2 separate regions of the Sus scrofa genome follow, and region 1 is linked to region 2. Evidence: chromatin contacts called from public Hi-C data. All regions are on one chromosome and are shown on one strand. The core of a region is the stretch at or near the end of the contact, and the rest is flanking DNA. Distances in the headings are between cores, read along the strand shown. Region 1 has its middle 1.3 Mb from the start of GATA3. Region 2 overlaps LOC110255590 (a long non-coding RNA gene).

Region 1 (2,700 bases), core at 159-2,658, 820 kb after region 2:
TGTTTCCTACATATATTTTCATGGCTCGATACTGCATTTGTTTTTAGTTCTGAGTACTATTCCATTATCTGGATGCCCCTCTGATTATGCACTGACCAGTATAAATGTGAACACATAATATAATCTATCATGGTGATTAGATTATATAGAGATTGATCACATTTTTATTACTCTGTAATTTTTATCCTCTAAAAATTACACCAGTGTACAAAGGTAGTCAGATAAACATATGAACACTCACACATATACACAACACAGAGTCAATATCAATCATTGAGAGCCTATTTCCACCCTTAGCAGGAGTAAAATGTTTAATAATAAACATTTGGATTCCAAGGACGACCTTCTATTTGAAGTGTTGGCTGTATTTTATAAAACCAGAGAAGTGTTAAATATACTTCTAGTTTGTGCTCAGTGAACAGAGACTTAAAAAAGGCTTTTCTGTGAACATTACCCCTTGTAAATCTGGATTGTTTTTAGCATGCCTGGAAATTCTCAGCTTTAGTCCCTGTCAAATATGCATTTCTTGGTAAGCTTCTTACCAGGGAACCAATTTTCAATGTGCGACAACTCGCATGTCTCACCGATAACTTGGACACAACTGTCTAAAACTTAAGTTTCAATCCTGAATAGAGAATATAGAAATTTATGAACAATATTTTATAATTAGTATTTTACTGCCATGCATTTGTCTTATTGCCTTTTTGCCTAAGACCTAGGACCTAAAAACTCAACCATGATTATAAAATGTGTGGGAGATTTTTAAACGTGGTTCCAACTGAATTTGAACAAATTCAACATCATGAGCTTATAATGTATTTAAGTGGACCCAAGTAAAAAGGAATATTTATACCAAAGTATTTCACAAATAAAACTTTTGAAAGTATTTTTTTAAAGGAAACTGGGACAGGAAATGGAAGGCTGTGGGGATATCAGTAAATCAGCCCAAATCTCATCTTTCTGTTTTTCCTTTATGTGGCTTCTAGTATGTTATGAATTATAATCCATTTTAGTAAATATTTGTAAGCTTACTAATATGATTGTGAAAGAGAAATGATTGAGTTCAAAGTTATATTGGTTGCCCTAAAGGAACTGAAGTTTAGTTTGACATTTATTGATCAGTAAAAACTATCTAGGAAATGGTCTTGAAAATTGGAACGGTCTTGGAAATTGAATGTAATTGTTATCTACCTCAATTCACTAGAGTCACCTGACTTGGACTGCAGCAAATATGGGAGGGCTGTGTGTCTGGCTCAATCATAGTTAATAAGAGAAACTGAGGCCCAGTTTATATCAATGTATATTTAGCTATGGTTTATTTGAAAGAGAAATAAGGTCTGCTTGAATTATAAAGAAAGAGGAAGAAATTGAGCCTCAGATACCTCTTTAGGAACTTTCTTCTGTAATCCTCTGCATGGACATTGTAGAACACAGTGAGCTATGGTTCTTGGTACCTGCCTCCATACAAGCCACATAGCACACAAGGGTCAAACCAAAGTCAAGGTTATAAATGGAGGGATAGTGAGTTTTTTTGCATGCAATTAAACATACAAGTGGAATCAAGGTGTTAAATATAAGTGGTAGAAGCACTAAACTCAAAATCTTATAAATAAGGTGAAATTAACCAAAATAAACCATAAATAATGAAGTCTAGGGGGGAAAGTTTAGAAGAGCTTAAAATAATTATTGAAGATGGGGTTTCCTTCTCTCGGGCTGTTTGTAATAAATGTGCTTGAATCTTTTTACTCGAACTGAGATGCCATTTAAAATTTACAGGGACTTCCCTTCAGCAATATAACAGGAGTCATTATAGAGGTGATACGAATGCATAAATGGATTGAAGAGTAGATAAATTTTTGGAGAAAAAAAGCACAGCCGAATAGGAAAATGTAGTTTGAAAAGGGAGTGTTTCATGCACATGTGAGTTTGAGAGTATTTCAAGCCTTTACAGCAAGCTTGTGCTGTGAGCTAAGCTTCAATAGGAGGGACTTAAAACCTGTGAATATGCTAAAAGGAAACAGATGAGAGCCAAGCAGATTTTGAAGACACAGGAAAAAAGGAGAGAATAATTGATGGAACAATGTCCCTGCCTTCTCTTTGCTGCCTGGTTTGAAATCAGAGCCTTGCCTGGTGCCTCTTTTCTGCCACAGTTCACACCTGGTACATCAGCAAATACCATCAAGGCAACCCTCAAAATAGATCCTGTATCTCACTACTTCTCATCACCTCTCCTGCTAACACTTTAGCCCTGCCAACCTCATTTCTCACTGTTGAGTACTGCCCTGGCTTTCCAACTGACCTCCCACTTCTATGCTTTACTTCAAAGGTCTTTTACTCCACACGCTGGTCTCCGTGTAAAGCAGGTCCTGTCATTCTTCTACCACATGCTTAGGAAAAAAAAAAATCCACCAAGGTCAGTGTGATGTGATTCCTGCCTTCTCTCCAGGTTTTTTTTTTTTTTTTTTGCTGTCGTAGTTGGTTTTATTGTATCTACTCTCACTCTATTCAAGACATACTTGTTTTTAAATATTTCTTGAACATGTCAACTACACCTTAACACAAATCTTTTTTCATTTGCTATTCTGACAGCCTGTGTTGCCACATAGATCACTCATCAGTTCATTCAGGATTTTATACAAATACACTCTCTTCAGACAGGCTTTCTCTGATCAGAAGATACATCCTCTATCATATTACATG
Region 2 (2,700 bases), core at 25-2,524:
CCTGAATGGATGGCTCTCTTCCCTCCTCCCTGATTCAGCTAGCACACTGAGGACCTAGGGCTGGACAGCACTGTGAAAGGGCTGGGCCCCCTGGCCAGGCAGACCTGAAGCAGATGTTTGATCCTGGACATTGAAAGCAAGAAGCTCAAATTCCTACACTTTGTAGTGCCTCGACCCTCCTGCTTCTCACCCCAAACCGGGATGAAAGAGGCAGGACACAGTGGCTGTCCTCCATCCTGATACACAGGCTAAAAGCACACAGCACCTTGTTAGTAAAATCTTTTTTTTATTCAGACAAAAAAAAAAAAAAATCCCACCCCAGATGGAATGCTGGCACCCCTTTCATCCAGCATTCTACTCCTTGAACATCTTTGGACATACATCTGTGGTTGTTGTGGGCTCATAATTGATTCAGGTCCCCGAGTGCAAGCACTTTATACTCACTTCGTGTTAGAAGGAGGCAATACAACCACAGCCAGAGCCATACCTCATTAGGGTCGCACGTATTTCTCACAGTAAAACTCAAAGGATGGTTGGTGTTGACGTTGCGCTTCACCTGCTCTAGTTGGTGGAAAATGGTGGGTCACGCAGAACATGGAAGGACCTTCTGAGGGCAGGGCCCGTCTGTTCTAGTTCCTTTCTCATCATCAACACAGAGCTGCTGCTCAGGAAATATTTACAGGCTAGCTGTGCTGTTGATGCTTGCATGTCTCTGGGACATGCCTGAGCCTTTTGAAAACAGAACCATCTGTCAACATCAGGAAAGGCTGTGGGCTGCTGTGTGACCAGCTATTGACAAGGGCCTCAGTTTCCCAAAGCAAGCAGGTTGACCAGGTTGGTTAACCCCAGTTCTTTGTGCGGTAATTTAAGATCCGCGTCTTAACTTAGAGGAGATGGAAGGGGACCTCTCCCCTCCTTTACTAGCTAAGACCTTGGCCAACCGGAGCAATTTATTAGCGTAAGACCAATAGGTTCTCTGTCCTTGTCCTCCTCACCACCAAGCAAATATTAAGTGCTATAGGAAAGACCAGCACCTGGGAACTCGACAGACATCTTTTCTTGCCAGAAATCAAGACTTCAACCTAATTCACAAACCAGCTTCAGTGGAAGAATCTGCTGTGACCTGGAGGGCTCCTTTGCAGAGGGAGGTCTCCTTCCATGCTGGGGGCAAAGCATGATTCCTGAAGATTCTTCTGCCTGATAGACGGAATATAGAAACTGACAATGGCCAGACCATATTTAAAAATAGAACTCTGACCCACTCTGGGCAGCAGCCATTTCAGGAATCCAGCCCACTCTCTTCAGTAAGCAGCTGGGGAAGCCAGCCATCCCCAAGTCAGACTTGTAAAAATGTCAGACCACTCTTTCCAGCAAATGGTCCAAGAAACACATACACAACAAGCCCAAATAAAATTCAGCCTAAAATGACCAGAACTTGATCCATAGTTAACAGCTTTTCTAATTTTTGTCTCTGCTTCCAACTTGGGACCAACCCGGGAAGCAAAATATGAACACCGAACCCATCACACAGGATGACTTCTAGGTAGCTCACCTATAGCTTCTCCATGGCAACGGCCTCCCATCAGGCTCCATCTCTGAAGGAAGCCCTTCCTGTTTTCCCTTGATAAAACTTTCCCACTCCTCTCCCTGCCCTTGAGTCTCAGCAAAACCATGAGAGATGATGGCTGGCTCTTTGGCCACAGGAAACTCTGATTATATAGCCTTTGTCTATTCTCATTTGCTCGAAATGCTTGTTGCCACACATCCCTCAATTTCTTTCCCAGCATGTCACATGGCAATTAAGCACAGGCTCTGGAACTATGCTTACCTGTTTGATTAATTTTATTTCCATTACTTTAGTAGACATAGCCAAAAAACTATTGCTGGAATTTATGTCGAAGAGTGTTCTGCCCAAGTTTTTCTCTAGGAGTTAGCTAGCATCCAGTCTTACATTTTGGTCTTTAATCCATTTTGAGTTTATTTTTGTGCATGGTGCTAGGGAAAGTTCTAATTTCATCTTTTACACATAGCTGTACAGTTTTCCCAGCACCTGTTATTGAAGAGACTGTTTTTTCTCCATTGGAGATTCTTGCCTTCTTTGTCATAGATTCATTGACCATTACTTCTGGGCTCTCTATCCTGTTTCATTGATTTATGTGTCTGTTTTTGTGCCAGTACCATACCGTTTTGAGGACGGTAGCACTGTAGCAAATACAGGCATGGACATTTGCTGTGTGGTTTTTAATAAGTTACTTAACCCTCTGCTTCAGTTTCCTCATCCGTTAAGCAGAAATACTAATAGATTTGCCTCATAAGGTAGATGCGAGTTTGAGGACTTGATATCCGCTAAAGCGCCTACAGCATTATCTATCCCAAGTGCTGCTGGTAGCTATTTTTATCAGCCCTATTACAATGAAGTTCATGGTCTGATTATTCCTTCCTTTGACCTGCAGAATCAGGTATAAATCCTAGTAAGATGTAAATCTCATCTGCAGCAGCAGTGCTTTAAACTATTTATTCACAAAGTAGCCTGAATTAGCAAGTAAGATTTACTAACCTAGGAAGAGTCTTGGAAATCTGATATGATCAATGCTTGAGAAAGGCTTTACCTGTGTGGGTCTTTTGGGAGGGTAGGTGAGGGGGGCAGGTACTTAAGTGGGCAACAGGAACTTCAGTGGGCACTGAATGGACACTGAAGGG

The links. A called contact is a pair of places that touch in the nucleus more often than the background predicts.
Region 1: a Hi-C map of fetal heart ventricle shows a contact between it and region 2, with 2.4 times the contacts expected there. The contact joins two enhancer-like sites. A contact is called at or near these places in 2 of 47 Hi-C or Micro-C datasets (embryonic fibroblasts and fetal heart ventricle).

The regions. Positions count from the first base shown.
Region 1 is chr10:62,132,838-62,135,537 of Sscrofa11.1, forward strand. No RefSeq gene overlaps it. Among named protein-coding and RNA genes, the nearest start is that of GATA3, 1.3 Mb to the right of the region's middle. Within about 2 kb of position 1,409, at least 1 of the 83 cell types and tissues checked has an H3K27ac peak or open chromatin away from gene starts, as enhancers often do.
Region 2 is chr10:61,312,022-61,314,721 of Sscrofa11.1, forward strand. All of the region lies in intron 2 of LOC110255590 (a long non-coding RNA gene), which reads right to left. Among named protein-coding and RNA genes, the nearest start is that of CELF2, 450 kb to the left of the region's middle. Within about 2 kb of position 1,275, at least 3 of the 83 cell types and tissues checked have an H3K27ac peak or open chromatin away from gene starts, as enhancers often do.